Regions from separate parts of the Hordeum vulgare genome. Here region 1 is linked to region 2. A link is a contact called in public Hi-C data. All regions are on one chromosome and are shown on one strand. The core of a region is the stretch at or near the end of the contact, and the rest is flanking DNA. Distances in the headings are between cores, read along the strand shown.

The links. A called contact is a pair of places that touch in the nucleus more often than the background predicts.
Region 1: a Hi-C map of seedling shows a contact between it and region 2, with 2.7 times the contacts expected there. The contact joins two enhancer-like sites. A contact is called at or near these places in 2 of 6 Hi-C or Micro-C datasets (leaf and seedling).

Annotation. Positions count from the first base shown.
Region 1 is chr7H:208,722,260-208,725,482 of MorexV3_pseudomolecules_assembly, forward strand. No RefSeq gene overlaps it. Among protein-coding and RNA genes, the nearest start is that of LOC123412348, 130 kb to the left of the region's middle. Within about 2 kb of position 1,717, at least 3 of the 3 cell types and tissues checked have open chromatin away from gene starts, as enhancers often do. A contact at or near this core is called in leaf and seedling, where this site is marked.
Region 2 is chr7H:207,913,565-207,916,873 of MorexV3_pseudomolecules_assembly, forward strand. No RefSeq gene overlaps it. Among protein-coding and RNA genes, the nearest start is that of LOC123409074, 200 kb to the left of the region's middle. Within about 2 kb of position 1,382, at least 2 of the 3 cell types and tissues checked have open chromatin away from gene starts, as enhancers often do. A contact at or near this core is called in leaf and seedling, where this site is marked.

The DNA.
Region 1 (3,223 bases), core at 467-2,966, 810 kb after region 2:
CACGGGGACAAAACGTGGCACCTCCTGCAGCGACCGCGTCGCCTGATGCCACTGCGGCGCCAACAGCGTCCGCAGCTGCAAGCGTCGTCGCCTTTGAAGTAGAAGGATGAGCGTCTACGCCGGTCTTCTTCTTGGGAGCAATGATGAAAAGGAAAACAATGATGAAGGTCAACACGCTGATCATATCCTCGGGTTTGCACGAACGAAGCCCCCCCCCTAGGGTTTGCATGGAGCTCTGCCACGGCAAGGGTTGCTGGGGAGAGCTATCACGTACCTCCACGTACACATGGTTCTAATCCCTTGAGGACCTAATCTACCAAGTGTCGAATCTCCAAGTGTGTGAATCCTTTGCTAGGTTTCCCCGGGCCTCCTTTTATAGCTCAAGGGGAGTCCAGAGTGACAAACAGTCATGATCAGATAGCTAACAGTGCTATCATACCTAACTCTGACACTTAATACAAAGCGCCATAAATGCGGCATTAGGTGGCGAGCAGGGGTGCGTTCATGGCATGGTTGTGCCGCCTATGAGCTGGCCGTGGCTTGGGGTCTTGACACGCTTCTGAAAGGGTGTCAACGGGTTGTAACTTGTCTTTCGGCGCCGCCACGTATGCAGCGAGAGCCATCTAGCCATCTGGGAGCTCAACACCTCATCGATAAGTGACTCGTGTAGCGATGAGGTGGAGTGGTTGCAGGTTGGCCCGCACTTGTCGGGGAGGCGTCTTGCTGGGTCTTGGTGAGGGCGCTTGTGCCTTCGCCCCCGGCAGGCTGTTCTTGGCACGTCTCTAGCCCACTCTGGGCTGCTCGTGTAGGCCTTGCCGGCATCCGGTTCCGGCTCTTCGCTTAGATTGGTGGTTGCTCTTGAGAGGTTATGTTCTCAATGCTTGTGCAAAAGTCATGGGCACTAGGTACCCCATTACTAGTGCATCGATAAATGGTAGTGTAATGAATACAAAATAATAAAAATTACATCTATGTCTGTGGGTCATCTAGCGACTATTAAAAACACTAAAATGAGTTGAAGGCGTGTGTCATCGCCATCACTACTCCCTCGTCAAAGACGGACCTAAATTTTTGTAGTATAAAATTATGAAGTGGTCATGTTAGGACCCACAGGATTAGAACACAAAAACTGCTGCCGTTCGGCTACATATACTGCTCACATAATATAGCAGCGTACTGTAAAAGATCAGAGCGTACTGTAAAAGAGCTCAAAATATAACCGGGCGCTTGGCAGTGGTGCACTATGCGTCGTACATAGCACATTTCTTTTCTAAATATTATGTGCGATACCAAACCACCGCAAAGAAGACCTCAGCCACACCGTCACGGGCTCACGGCCTGAACAAGCGTACGCAATTCGTTCTACAAATAGATGACATAATAGCCTAGATTTAACCAATGTTCTCCTGAATCACACGCAAAGATACAATCACCCCGATCACCATGCCCATAAATTAACCCAGTTAAGTTGTTAAGGAGCCAATGGAGGAGAGGCGCAGAATCTCAGCTGGGGGCGGAAAAGGGAAACTTGAAGCTGACGAGTAACGAGTAATGATTGTAAGAAATCGAAGGCAGAACAAATATCAACCAAGGAATAAGTTGCAAACTGAAAAGGATACAACGGGCCAAATCGAGAGAAGATATATTAGCAGCAGACCGTATCCTAGCTGGCCCCATATGCGAGATCTGCTCCCAGGGAGTAATGCTGATACTTTGTTGGCGTGCATAGATGGGGAGAGGAGGACCAAGACTGTGCCGATAAAACCAGAGGGGACCGTTCGCTAGATCCCACTCCTCATCCTTGCCATTCTTGCCACGCGGTAACGCTGATCCTGTCGTGAGATGTATACATGTGGAGGAAGTAGACTCTATCCGTGCAGGTCGTTTGATCAGAGACCATCGGTCGAGATCGATCGCCGGGGACGGCCAGATATTTTTGTTCGTCGATATTTCCATCTCTATTAAGAAAGAAAAGATAGGAAATGATCAACCCGATGGAGAGGATCTGGACACCCAAATGCGGGGGCACCAAGTCGCGCGAGCGTGATTGTAGTTTAGCTTTTGATTTTCAAACCTTTATATCTTTTGAAGAAACAGTCAAAATTGAGTTATGTTTTTCTATTTGTGTTTCTTGCGATGAGCGTTTCAAATAAAATCTGTGTTGAATACGTATTGACGAATGAATAAATGTTAAGTTTTGGTCCTTAAAATTTAAGAGGTTGTCACATGTCGGTCGGCGGATCTTTTGAAAAGATCCGTCGCCACGCGAGCCGTCCGATTGACACGGATTTAATGCAAGAACGTACTTTTTCTACTTTGCAATAGAGATATTATTGTAAAAACAATTGTAACAGAGGATGTGTTATGGACTTTTTGCGAAATGAAGGTTCTGTTGAAGATTTTTTTGCGACACAAGTTATGTTGGGTAATATATATTTTTGCAACAAAGGTTTTGTAGTGGTTTTGTTGCAGAATATATATTTTCGCAACATAGATGTTGTTGTGGATTTTTTACGGCACATGTCTTGTTGCACATTTTTTATGCAGAGGCACTGATGTTGCAGAAGGGAAACACGCCTTGCCGTCGTCGGTGTCCAGCACAGGTCGTCTTCTACATCACCCGGTAGCAGCATGAGCACGCGTCATCGAGCTAGAAGAGGGATGAGAGAGGATGGGTGGTGGTGAGGCGGCCGACGACTACGAAAGCGAAGCGCATGCTCGTCGGCTTTGGCGGCGGTGCTCGGCTTCCATCACCTCATCTGGATGAAGGAGAGAACAGGTAGGTGCATAAGGCCGGGGGCGACGCCGGGCGAAGAAGAGCTCAGGCGTGCGCGCTCGAGCGTCCATGGCCACTGGTCACGAGCGAACACATGGAGATGGGGAAAGGTGACCTTGTCGGTGTGCTTATCGATGGGCTCATCCACATGGTGTTAGTGGCCTCGTCCACGTGCTGCTAGCGGTGAGCAGCGGTGGCGACGATCGGAGTAGCGCATGTAGGCATCAACTTGATGGGGAGCTCGATAGAGCACGAAAGGATCCAGATCCAGATCCCGTAGCCAGTGGCACACCAGCTCACCCGCAAAGCCCGGACATGAGCACGAAGGCACCCGACTAGCGGCCATTTCCCCGTAGAAAATGCTAATCACTTTATCCTTCATGATGTAATTTATGTGGTGACTCCTGAGCACAACCCGAGCGGTGCCCCGGGTCGCGAAGAGGTGGC
Region 2 (3,309 bases), core at 132-2,631:
GGTCCTCTTTGGCTTACCAGTATCTAGTTTGAAATAAGTGCAGCATGGTGACTTATGCTCTTTGATACTGATAGCGTCCATGCTTGGACGACTTTATGAATCATCCGCCAATAAGGCCGGGCACCCATGTTTGGGCGGTCGCATCATAGCGACTTGTCTTCTTAGGCGATCTTTAAATCATTTTGTCAATGAGGCATCAGCCCCCGAGACCAGCTTAATTTCCCTGTAATGACCCGGGGTTCTTGAATTTATTCAGCCTGTTGGATCTGGCAAGCCATGTCTGTGTAACCCCAAAGTCTTAAGTCAACTTAAGGAGGCGGCTTGAGAATCTTCATATTTTCTGATGTGTTGATGGAGAACGGTCCATGGGGACGGCTACCCGCGTGCATGTGTTGGGCGACTCGTATAAGCGGGCACTGCACCGGCTGGTTGACATAATCCGGACCGTGAGGACAACGTCTTGCGTCCTTCTGTTGGGCGGCTTGTATAAGCAAGCACTGCACCGGCGGGTTGATATAATCCGGAACGTGAGGACGGCGTCTTGCATCCTTATGTTTGGCGGCTCGTATAAGCGAGAACTGCACCGGCAGGTTGATATAATCCGGACCGTGAGGACGGCGTCTTGCGTCCTTCTGTTGGGCGGCTCGTATAGGCAAACACTGCACTAGTGGGTTGATATGGAATGCAAGAGTTGTATGGACCCGAGAATCGGTTGCGACTTTGTAAACCGTCTTGACTTTGTAAGGACTGGCCGCGTCATTATAATCCGTCTTTGATCGCGCGGACGTGAGAATTGGCCGCGTCATTGTAAGTTGCCTTGATTTTGCAGACTTGAGAGTTGGCCGTGTTTTGTTCGCGTGATATAATGCTATTTTTGTAATAGTCGTGCAAAATATTTTACAAGACAGAGTAATTGTTCTTGAAAGGATTTTAACATGCATGTAAAAAATAAATAGAAGGGAAAGATATCACCTGGTATTTTCGGGCATCTGTCCAACTAGCTTTATAGACTTATTAAATCATCAAATATGCAGCACCAATAATAGTGTTGATATTCCTTGGGAGACTATAAAAATCTGGCAGCACCAGCCTGTTCAAATACCTTCGTATAAAGGAAAAAAAACAAACAGGAGCACCATATACTCCTGCGCATCCACATGAGCACTCTCTTTTACTGTCGAAAGAATGCCCAGGTCAATTTCTTTGTGAATTTCTTTCTTCAGAACTGGCGAGGTGAGGCCGCTACGACGGGGACAGTTGAGGTGAGGTTAGTCGAGTCGACTCGAAGGCGGACGCGAGGCGGTAGAAGTAGGTGGAGGCGGGTCGCGTGGGCACAGGTGAGGCGTGGCACCGGACTGAAGCAAGGCGAGGTGACCGCACCACTGGCGTATGGCTAGAGCGAGGCGAGATGGCGTGGTGCAGGCGGAGGCGGGTCGCGACGCGAACGACCGAGCTGACGCAGGGTGTCGCAGAAAACCAGCAGATGGGCGTCTGGCGACGCTGACGGCCGGGCCAACGCTGGCGACTACTTCTGTTGCGTGTCCTGGTCGCGGAGCAAAAAGTTGGCAGAGTATGAGCCTTGTGCACTCGTCCGATTCCGGGACGGGACTGGCTTTGTTCAATCTCGTACGTATCTTCTGGCTCATGGCCTTCTGAACTTCTTTGTTATTTTTCTTGATTCCCTTGATCTCTGAAATAACTTGATGATTCCTTCTTGTGTGCATATAGCCATCAAAGTATTCCCAAGAAAGCTGATTTGCTTTGTGTGACGTTCCGCGATGCAGTGAGGACGCTATTGAGCATGAGACTGATGTTGTTTGATGAGTGCGAGGTGTCAGCCGTTCATGAGCGCCTAGTGGCCAATGAGGCGAGGCAGAGAGACGAGGCGGGTTGGAGAAGGGAGCCGTGGAAGGCGAGATGAGGCCGCGACGGCTGAGAAGCAAGCGGTGGAGGTGGCGGGTCGCACCGGCGAAGTGGCCGCGTGAGGTTCGACCGGAGTTGACGCGAGGCCCTGCCATGGCGTGGGCGGCTCGGACACTCGATAATGGAGCGAAGTGAGGCGACGCGAGCAGTGGGGCGAGGGAGCGGCCAGGCAAAGGGAGCGCGCGAGAGTGACTCGGCCAGTGCGGCGAGGGAGCGGCCCAGACCAGCGGGCGTGCGGGAGCGAGCCGGCCGGTCGGCGAGGGGTCGGAACGGCTCGGGCATGCGCCGGCGTGTCGAGGCGCTGCAGAGGCAGAGGCGGATTTGGGGCGACTCCGATGTGTGCGTTGGCGAGTCCGTGTGTGTAACTTATGCTGACTGCTGGAGATGTCCCATCGGTGGCACTGAACGTGGCTTCCATCAAGTTAGTTGCAACCTTGGGAGACGTACTGGCAGCCTTTTTAGTTTGATGCCTGGCATGAATCTCTAAACAAGTCGGTTTTGATGATTTCTCTTCCTTGGTCTGCCTTCTTTCCTTCTTTAAAAAAAATATGTGGCTCGCCGAGCGGATGTCTCCTTTTTCTTATCGGTTTCGTTTTCCCAGTCGATGCGTGTATTGCATCCTTCCTGATTTTGTGATGGACTACAGCGGTATACCGGCTGCTCTGTGCTTTGTTGTTGTCACCGTCGAGCCTAATATTTATTGCCTTCGTGTTGTAGCCGATCTTTAGACGAAACATGTTGTCACACGAGGTAGTAGCCGCTGAATTCTTGCTTAGAGGCGTGGCCGCCGCCAAACAGATCAGATCAGCTCCAACCACCCTTGGAATATCATCAAGTTTCTCGGTCTCGTGATGAACTTGAAGTAGACGTAGATTTGTCGGCTTGAAGGGTTGGTCGGAATCGAGAGACGCGAGTTTACCCAGGTTCGGTCCCTCCGATGGAGGTAAAAGCCTACGTCCTGCTTGCTGTTTCATTGATGAAGATGATGATCTCGATTACAAGGATGCAGACTCGACACCTCTAATCTCGTGGGTGTCTAATCTGTCTATCTCATGATTTATCTTGTCTAGACCAAAGTTGTGTCTCTCCTCCCTCTTGGGGCGCCTTACCCCTCCTTATATATGTGGAAGGGGTAGATTTACATGTAGAGTCCTACTCGGAGTAGGAATATGACTAGTCTCTCTTGAACCTAATCTGGGTCTTGTTTCCTTCTTGTGGGAATCTTTCCTCTTCTTGGGGCTTCTGTGTGAGTCGGCCCTTCTGACCTCTCTATGAGTCGCCTTATGCCAGGGTGCACGCTGGGCCTTGGACCTTTGTCGTTTGTGTGAGTCGCCTGCCGGGTCATGTATGACCCGCTCGCTAGGTCACTGCTAAGTCGCCGGTGAG